Regions from separate parts of the Mus musculus genome. Here region 1 is linked to region 2. A link is a contact called in public HiChIP or PLAC-seq data. All regions are on one chromosome and are shown on one strand. The core of a region is the stretch at or near the end of the contact, and the rest is flanking DNA. Distances in the headings are between cores, read along the strand shown. Region 1 overlaps Elf1 (E74-like factor 1). Region 2 overlaps Dgkh (diacylglycerol kinase, eta).

Region 1 (5,048 bases), core at 1,048-3,547, 820 kb after region 2:
CTCTTTTAACTTCAGCATCCTAGTCCTGGAATTCCAGGCAAGCACTATCACACGTAGTCTGCATTTCTTTATTGTGTTCTTAATTGGGGGAGCTTTGGGTTGCTATATAGAGTTTCAGACTTGAGGCCAGGAGTGTAGCTGTGTGGTAGACTGTGTGCCTAGCAGGCAGGTGGCCTGCTTCAATTTGTAGCACCACAAGAAAAAAAGTTTCAGTTTGAATATAAGAAGTATTCTAAGGTTTGACAGAGACTTGCATTTAGACACAGTGCTTCTTTTAAAATCTCTGTAGGAAGTTACTGCATCTATAGTCTGCATGAAGTCAGAGCAGGTTTGTGAGAGGCATCTTGGAAGGCAGGCTACTTTGTGCATCTGGAACACCTCAGTTGTAATGAAAGCCCAATAATCATAAATTGGCTTCAGTATGTTTCTAATCAGAATATTTGATGCTTAAAGATTCCTTATATATTGTGTTTATTTAAAGTGTTCCTTAAGCTTGTTAGAAAATGTTAGAAGACTCTCTCTCTCTCTACATATATATATATATATATATATATATATATATATATATATATATATATATGCAGATTTTACTGTTTATTTGTATTGATGGTGAATCAAACCTAGGGCACTGAACATTCTAGGCAAATCACTTCTCCACTGAGCTGTATCCTTAGTCCTTACATTCTTATTCTTTCTCCTTTCCCTCTTCCCATACCGCTTAGCCTTACATAGGCTAAGTAAATGGTGTACTACTAAACTATACCTACAGCCCAATATTCCAGGTTTAAATTGGAAATATTAATTAGAATATTAATAGTCTTTGAAAAAGAATGAGCTATAGCCTTTCCTTTGAAATATTAGGCAAAATAGAACTGTATATTCAAGCCATCATATAAGGTTTTATACTTTAGAAACATAGAACCTTACTTAAACCTAAATAAATAGTAAGGACATGTTAAATTCTGTTTAGGAAAAAAAAAGCCACAGGATTCTCACAATGGGCTTATGTGATATGAACAATGTTGTTTTGGACATTAATATAGAATGCTGAAGCCTGATAAAATTATAGTTGATGTAGATTATATTTATAGCTAGGTAAGAATTGCCCAATATTAATAGAGAAGATAGCTGTACTTTGCCTAACCATGTGGTGAGTTATCATTCATAAAGATTATTAGTTTGACAGGCATGATCAGTTGAGCACCTATTTATGGTAGATATATATTACAGGAACCAAGTTTTGGACATATGAGAAAGTGGGGGTAGTTTGTTGGGGTTTTGGGGCACAAGTAATCTGAGACTGACAAAAGGCTGTATTAAATAAAAACCCAACACTCTAAGCTTAGCTTAGTTGATAGAGTGCCTGTATGGTAGGCATTATGTTTGGAGATGGAGACTAGAGGATCAGAAGTTCAAGGTCATCTTTCTGTTACATAGAGAGGTGGAGAACAATTTGGGTTGTGTGAGAACTATCACAGAACAACCAACCAACCCCCAAAGATCAAAGTGGCAAATTAATCAGTTGGGTGTTATTGAGTCATTTGGGGTAGCCATGCTACCTCTCTGATATGCTCAGCTGCTTGCTCAGCTACATGGTTTCTGGGTTTTTTTGTTTGTCTATTTAAAGACAGATGCCTACTATTATACAGCCCTGGCTGGCCTAGAGTGCTTTATGTAGATCAGCTGGCCTCAAGTTCAGAGAGATCCAGCCGCCTCTGCCTCCCTTGTTTTGAAATGTTTAGTTAGGGTGGCTAGCAAATGTTACTCTTCAAATTGCCAGACTCCTAGGACAGACTTTACGGTTTGGGGACATGTTCTGCTGTTTCATTCAGTTATGTGGGCGTGGTTGTTTTTGTTTTTGTTTTTATTTTCCTACCTCTTAGGCCCAGGGCCTTTTGCATGCTCTAGCAATGGCTCTAGTATGTTTTGTAGTTTTTAACTTTGGAGCAGGGCTCTTACTAAGTTGCTTGGGTTTCCTTGCCTGTGTAGCCATCTTCCTCCTCCGGGCTCTGGAGTAGCCGGGTCACAGGCCTATGCCAACAAGGCTGGCCACAGCATTTTATCAGATCTTTGGTATTCATTCCTAGGAGTCCTTCAAAGGACATGAACATTGTTCTTTTGTCTCTTAGCTCTCAACACCAGAATACTTTCATTGTCTTTCTTCATTTTTATGTTTCTGATATCATACTTCATTGTGTTTGCACACAGGCAATTGAACTATTTATAAGTAAGATGCAGCAGAGAAGGCAGGAAATAGTTGACATTTGTATGCTCTATCTTGCTCTCTGCTTCCTGTCAGTTAAACCACGAAGAGAGGAACAGAGACACAGATGTACGGTTGCTGCTTTAATTTCCCATCAGGGAGCCCAGTTAAGCATAAAGGTTGTTTCATTAAACTTCGTACTTGTTGATTTTAGGGGTATGTATGGTAGGCTTCTTGGTGGGTTACACAGATTGCGTGGATATCTGGCAACACTTTGACATTAGATATAGGACTTATATGAAAATACAAGTTTTACACATTTAAGAGGTTTTTCCTTTTGTGATTTTGTTTTGTTTTTTGAAAGGCTCCATATGCACTTAGGCTGGCATTACACTCATGATCTTCTTGACTTAGCCTCCTAAACGCTGGGGTTATAGGCCTGTACCAAACTATACTCAAGTATACCTTAGTGTGAGTGTGAGTGTGAGTGTGTGTGTGTGTGTGTGTGTGTGTGCTCGCGTATGAAGGCCAGGGGTCAACCTTGGGTGGCACTTCTTAGGAGCCAGAGGTGTCATTCCTGAGGGACTGTGCACTTTGTGCATGCATGCACACACGTTCATATGTGTGCACAGGCGTGTGAGATGTATGTACATATAGGCCAGAAGTCAGTCTTGGTGGTATTACTTAGGAGTCATGCGTTTTATTTTTAGAACTGGGAACTAACCCCAGAGCGTGCACATAATGGGGCATGCTCGTTACCACCGAGCTGCAACCGCTGTTCTACAGAGCCATCAACAGGCTTGCTGAGTCCACTTATTTATTTAATGTTAACTTTGAGATAGTGTCTCTACTATATAGACCAAGCTGGCTTCAAACTCATGGAAGTCCACCTGCTTCTGTAGAATAAAGGTATGCACTACTCTAGCTGGCCTTATCAAGTATATTTAATTTCAAATAATGGAGGGAAATGTAAAAAACAAACAAACAAACAAAAAACCAAATGTGTTTTTGTGGTCTTACTATGGAGGGTAGACAGCTGGATTTTTTTCTGTATGCCCTTTAACGTTTTCTTGGCTTCTATTGTGTCTTATATGTGGGAAATCTGTCCAAACTCACACAAGTGCTGAAGACAGCTGAGGAGGTGAGACAATTTCATTTCCCCGTTGGAAAAGCTTGTTTTCTACTAGGTTGTCCCACCTCATTTTTAGATTTAAATGTTACTGTCAGCATTGCTCCTTCTAACTAGAATGTCTCCCTCCCCTTCACAGTCTCAGAACTTAGCAAGATCAGATGGGAGTTATCACTAATGAACTTGCCCCCTTGTAAGGGTTCCTCCATCTCACAAGTATTTACCCCCCCTCCCTCAGCATTTGTTTAATACATTCATTTACATTTAGTTATCTGTTCCCAATCTTTCCTAGGAATCAAGCCAGTTAAGGACAAAGATTGTGCCCTAATTGCCTTTAGTTTTGTATACTCACCGAGGTTGTAGCTACTAAGTGCAAGCATAGGTGCACTCACACCTCTGATAGCTCCATTCTGGAATCAAAGCCACAGGCTGATTAAAGAACTACAGTGTGTCTTCTCTGCACGTTGCCTTTATGGTATATTTGTAAGAAATAATTGAAGCAAGCGCTTTTTTCTTCCTCCTCGGAGTGTGCTTTTCTGGGGAGCTGTGGATCAAAGCCAGGGTTTTACACATGCCAGGTGAGTGCTCAGGGCTCCTCCACTGAGCTGTGTCCTTAGAAGCAAAGCCTTCCTGAATGATATGCTGGTGGTAGCAGACTGTAGTAAGTGGCCATGAAGTTTGAATCTGTCATGGATATTGCCTTGCTTCATTTCATAGCCGAGTGTCATCTATTCAAAATACTTAATCCATATAGAACATAGATGCAACTAGTCTCTCTCTCTCGCTATATATATATATATATATATATATATATATATATATATGTTTTCCTTCTGGTAGTTAAGTGAATGAAGATTTAGTTAAATAGCATGTACAAAGAATGTAATACAGTCATGTTTTTAAAATTTGTGACTGGTCATGGCCATAGCATAAACAATGAGACCCTGTCTGGGGTAGGGGTGGGGGACAGGAGAGAAAGGAAGGAAGGAAGGAAGAAAGAAAACCTTGTAATTTTCCATTTTAAAAAATTATTAAATTAGGTTGTGAATTTGGGGGTAATAATGGGCCTCACACATTGAGCAAGCACTCTGCTGGAAAAACCGAACCTCTTTGAAAATTTTTGTATTTTTAATTTTTTTTAAACAAATTTGAGAGCAGGTCTCACTCTGCAAGTTGCCAGGCTGGCCTTGAGCTCTCAGTCTTCTGGCCAGGCGGCTGTAGCTGGGTTGACGAGCCAGTGCCGCCCTCACCCTCATAGCTTTTGTTTGGAAGTTACTGTGGATAAGGCCTAAATGTACAACCTAGGATGGCCTCAAGCCCCTGTGCGCCCCAGGCTAGGACAATGGCATGTGAGACAGGATCTGATTAGGTCATGATTTTCTCCTCGTGCATACCTCTGCCTTCCTGGTGCTGGAATTACAGGTGTGCACTACCATTCCTCTATCTCCACCCTTCTCATCCCCAGGGAGAACAAAACCACAGCCCATCAATTCAATGTTTGTTTGTTTGTTTGTTTGTTTGTTTGTGTTCCCCACAACCTGAGCACTTTACCATGCTTGTTGAGAGTATCTGTGCCATAAGGGAAGAGGTGCAGGGGAGTGGCTTACACTTCAGCAGTGCCATCATCTGTGCAGTGCTTGTCACAGCTCTTTCTGCCATTTTGAACAGTAGTCTCAGATTCCTGGGGCTGTCACTGGGCTTTTTGAGCACAGGGAC
Region 2 (5,258 bases), core at 1,375-3,874:
TTCATGATACGGGCAAAATATTAAAGCCGCCTTGAGTCTTCTACATACTATCTGTTTTCTCAAAGGCTAGGCTGCAGAATGTATTAACAGTCTGGTGGAAGGACTGCTATAGACGGGGGTTTTTGTTTGTTTGTTTTGTTTTGTTCTTATTAGATATTTTCTTTATTTACATTTCAAATGCTATCCTGAAAGTTCGCTATACCCTCCCCCTGCCCTGCTCCCTACCCACTCACTCCCACTTCTTGGCCCTGGCTTTCCCCTGTACTGGGGCATATAAAGTTTGCAAGACCAAGGGGCCTCTCTTCCCAGTGATGGCCAACTAGGCCATCTTCTGCTACATATGCAGCTAGAGACACGAGCTCTGGGGGTACTGGTTAGTTCATATTGTTGTTCTACCTATAGGGTTGTAGACCCCTTCAGCTCCTTGGGTACTTTCTCTAGCTCCTCCATTGGGGGCCCTGTGTTACATCCTATAGATGACTGTGAGCATCCACTTCTGTATTTGCCAGGCACTGGCATAGCCTCACTCAAGATAGCTATATCAGGGTCCTTTCAGCAAAATCTTTCTGGCATATGCAATAGTGTCTGGGTTTGGTGGCTGATTATGGGATGGATCCCCAGGTGGGATAGTCTCTGGATGGTCCATCCTTTCGGCTTAGTTCCAAACTTTGTCTCTGTAACTCCTTCCATGGGTATTTTGTTCCCTATTCTAAGGAGGAATGAAGTATCCACACTTTGGTCTTCATTTTTCTTGATTTTCTTGTGTTTTGCAAATTGTATCTTGGGTATTCTAAGTTTCTGGGCTAATATCCACTTATCAGTGAGTGCATAGCACCAAGAATTGCTGCTAAACAAGACTGCGGAGAAGACTGGATAAGCAAGCAAGCAAAAAAAAAAAGTGGACATTTTTCACTTTCTTTAAAACAAACAAACAAACAAACAAAAACCCACATTTACACATGTAATTTAATACCCTACAAAACTTTGTAGAGAAGAGCTTTGAAAGCTTTTATTTTAATGGAACAGAAAAGTCTTAGCTACAATTTATAACATCACAAATGTGTTAAAATACACAAACGAAAACAATTATTTCTTTCTTGGTATCATAAAAGCTTGGTCTATATCAAATTCCACCAGTGAGCTGTAAGCAGGTCTCCTGCGGTGAACTGTGCTATCAAATCTGCAGCTAAGAAAAATCTCAACAGCACACTTTTTTTTTCTCTTAACAAAATCAATAATCTGTTGCTAACATATTCTGGGAAGAGCCACATGATATTTTTTTTTAAAAAAGTAAAAGAACCAAAATTTTAACGTTAGAGCTCTGTAGTCCCGGAGCCAAATATAACGAGTGATTAGGCTGAACTTCACGAGTTGTAAGATGTCTGGGAAAATGGGAAGTATAAAATAATTCTACTGCTTTCTTACAAAACATGATTGCTAACAGTGCTGTTTCTTTCCTTCCCAGCCCTGTGTTACAGGCTGATTCCCTTCAACCAGTCACCGAGTCAAAGGCAGGCATGCAAGGTGTCCTGAGACTAACAACACAGCAAAGCATCCACACACAAAACTTAAAGGTAGGTCTCTCATTGCTTAGTCCAACCAAAAATTGCGCTGTCTTTTATGTTCTTTTATACTGTGCATGTTTTAGCAGCATGCCTATCTGTGTACCACGTGCATACAGTGCCCTGAGAGGCCAGAAGAGGGCATCAGATCCCCTGGATCTGGAGTTAAAGAAGCCATGTGGGTGCTGGGAATTGAACCCAGGTCCTCCGGAAGAGGAGTAAGTACTCTCCTCTGCTAAGCCATCTCTCCAGCCTTAGCTGAACCATCCAGTACTAGAGGCTGTTACACAGGCAGCAAACAAGAATAGTGCTTTAACTTGGGGGGGGGGGGCAGCACAGCCAGCCAGCCAGCCAGTGTGTGTGTGTGTGTGTGTGTGTGTGTGTGTGTGTGTGTGTGTGTACATACGAGCGTGCCTGCATTTTATTTTAGGGCAAGGGTCTCTCACTGATCTTGGAACTTCTCATTTCATCTCTGCCAAATAACCAGCAAACCTCCCAGAATCTGCCTGTCTCCATCCCCCAACACTGGCGGGGAACAGCTATTCCTCATTTTGGCTTTTTGTCCCACCTGTGGGTGCTGGAGAATCCAAGCTCAGCACAGCTAGCACTTTGCCCACTCAGGCATCTCCCTGGTCCCGGTCAAGGAACATTTTGTAATTTATTTTAAGTCCCTGTCTTGATGCCTTGATTGGTTTTGTTTTGTTTTGTTTTTTAATTATACACTAACTTTTGAGAACTTTATTTACAAAGGGCTTTTGGCATGATATGAACACTGACCTGGAATTCCCCGCCCGACACGCTCAGAGGGTTGCCAGTGACCGTGCACAGTGGAGCTGCATTTCAAGTGGCCTCTTTGGGCGGAAAAACTATTAGTGTATGAGAATTAGGATTGTATAAAATTGCTCAAGAGATTTAGTTCCTTCAAAAAAAATAGGAAGTTTTGGTTCAAAGCACAGAAATCAAGGGTGGAATGAGGTAATGGTGGCGGAGTGGAGGTGAGGACTGTGTGAAATGAAGAGAGGCCAAAAATAGGAAAGAGTAGGAGGAAGCGGCTGAAACAGGTAGCAGCCAGTGCTCGCCATGGTAACCATGATCAACAGATGAGCATCCGTCACAGCATGAGGCTTAAAAGAGTCCCCATCTGCGCTAGACTCAGATTTCAATTTGTGGTTACAGCTAACAGTAGACATTAATAAATAACATTTAAGTAGGCTAAACATGCTGGTAGCAGCAATACTGACTAGGGGACATATCTGTTATGAGCTAGAGGTCCCCTTTCAAAGGGAAGATCTGCAAATTAAGAGAATGAAGGTGTTTTCTTTATAGGTTAATCATGGAACACAGTGACACTGGCGAAGCTGAACCTGGGATTTATAGCACTTTTACACACACAGCTCCTATTCATTGATGTCCTTGGCCCCAGGAGACATGCTTTGGTGATGAAGTAAATATTTTAGTTACTGAGTTCTTTCCCTTTAGATCAGTGAGGAGCTATGAAGCAGCGGGGCTACCACAAGTCTGCCAGCTCAAAATTCATACTCCAAGGGTTTTGCCAAGTCAGAGGGATTAGTACACTGTCAAACACTACTAGCCAATTTATACTCACGCATAACAAATGTCACCAACTTGACCTAAACCAGAAAAAAGTACAAAAGAGACAGTAAGATTGAAGCTCACTCTAACTCTCCTCCTTTGGTCAGCATAACAACCGTGAAGGAGGAGTCTCATGGTCTTGGTTTCAAAGGCTTTTGCAGGCGTTAAACAGTTCGCCTTCTATTATACAATTTCTATCCATAAGAGGTGAAAGTGAGACCAAGGGTAAGCCAATGGTAGAACACTTGATCGGCATGCACATGGCCCTGGCAACAACCTGCAACACCTTTCCTACAAGACTTTGACCAGAGGCAGAAAGTCTATCTGTCCTAACACACCACACACACACACACACACACACACACCCATACAGCTCCAGTTCCCATGCATCATAACTCTCCAGCTCAATGACAAAGGCTCAGGCAGGCTATGCCCATTTCAAGAGTGGTGTCTACTTGAAAATATTTCATTCTACTTAACAAAAATAAAACTCTGCACTGATTAAAAACAGATCTTCTGCTTTTACAGATGCCCTGACCAGTGATCAGCTGAAACACCGGCAGGAAGCCAGACACGGAGGCGCACATGTTAATTCCAGCAGATTGGGAGGGCAGCTCCAAGTCTGAGGTGAGCCCCCACCCACGTAGTGACACTGTGTTTCAAAAGATCAAACAAATAAACAGAATAACTACATAGTGAAATGCCAATCTGTTTTATTAATCTCTGTAATGCTAGCAACTAAATAAATGTAAGCTCAAGGTATGGGGAGAGGGATGACGGGGGATGGTGTGGGTAGCCGGATGGGTACCTCTGCCACCTCTGAGGATCACAGGTTCTGGGGACCACGCGAATGCACTTCATCCACTACAGTAGAGAGACAGCAGCTTCTTTTGAACTTCTAAAACATTAAATCATTTCAAGGGCTACCTTAATATTTTTACTGTGACACTGGTAAGTAAAAAAATTGCAAGTGTTCCCTTTATTTAATTTAGTCAAAGGGGAAAAGGGTGGAAGCTAGTTACTTTTCGTGATTGATTCTGAGGGACATAACTGAACTTCCCTAATTTCAGAGCAGGAATGAATGAGTAGATGCTGGCAGAAGACACACTGTAAAGATGGCTAGGTTTGTCCTGTGACTCATGCCTGCGCCAGTGTCCAGGTGAGTGCATGCGCTCAAACATGGAGAACAAACTTAGTTTCGTTCCTCAAGCCACCCACCTTGTGTTTCCTCTGCCTGGGGAGGATGTTTTATTAGAGGAAGATTCTTTTTCCTTTGCTTAAGAATCCCCTGGCTAAGCCATAACTGTGTTCTCTAAGATGGTGGTTATCAAAACCCCATATGCAGCAGCCTGTCTAGGCCGTCATACTGAGATTTCACAATCTGGCAAACTCAGAAAACATCCAAAGCAGAACTAACAGGAGGCCGCGGTCTTACGACAGTCGGCATGTTTATATTTCTTTATAAAGGGCAGAATTTCCTCTCCCGCTTATACGATTAGGGTTTGTTTTAGAGGCTGAGTTTATTTTAAACATTGAACTCACTGTGGCACAGCCTCTGTTTTCTTTCAGTATAAACTTAACAACTGACCGGTTCAAGTGTCGCTGTGTTCCAGACATGCATCTGAATACCTGTGCTGTTTAAATCCTGGAAACTGAGGAAATTTGTTATTATCCTAAGTTTAGAGATAAGTTTTGTTTGCAAGTCACTTGGGAGACACTTGGGATGCAAAGCCAGTTCCCCTCTCAAATAAAACCCGTCACCTTCCCCACAGCACTCTCCTGCCCCGGACATATTCTACAGCATCACGTCAGCACACCTGCTTTAGTTCAACTCAAAACAAAACAAACCAACAAAAACTCAACTCAAACGGTACCCTCAGGACAAATGCTTTCCTTGCAATACAGCCATTACGCAACTGGAACTCACAGAAGCAAGCACAACCTCGATTTTTAAAGGCCATCTTGAGAGCCTACTGTATACACACAGCAAACAGTGAATGCCAGAAGGATCACACTGACGGGAGAGAGATCAAATGTATGGCAAAAAAAAACCAAGAGGAAGCTGCATCCCTGCCTCCAAGATTATCTCTGGTCTCAGAGTTG

What was found. HiChIP or PLAC-seq counts read pairs in DNA pulled down with a chosen protein or histone mark.
Region 1: an H3K27ac HiChIP or PLAC-seq map of thymic regulatory T cells shows a contact between it and region 2, with 4 times the contacts expected there. The contact joins two enhancer-like sites.

What each region holds. Positions count from the first base shown.
Region 1 is chr14:79,519,669-79,524,716 of GRCm38.p6, forward strand. All of the region lies in intron 1 of Elf1 (E74-like factor 1), which reads left to right. It also overlaps the pseudogene Gm9243. Among named protein-coding and RNA genes, the nearest start is that of n-TEttc4, 41 kb to the left of the region's middle. Within about 2 kb of position 2,298, at least 131 of the 459 cell types and tissues checked have an H3K27ac peak or open chromatin away from gene starts, as enhancers often do. A contact at or near this core is called in thymic regulatory T cells, where this site is marked.
Region 2 is chr14:78,696,762-78,702,019 of GRCm38.p6, forward strand. The region is part of intron 2 of Dgkh (diacylglycerol kinase, eta); the gene reads right to left. Among named protein-coding and RNA genes, the nearest start is that of Dgkh, 33 kb to the right of the region's middle. Within about 2 kb of position 2,625, at least 45 of the 459 cell types and tissues checked have an H3K27ac peak or open chromatin away from gene starts, as enhancers often do. A contact at or near this core is called in thymic regulatory T cells, where this site is marked.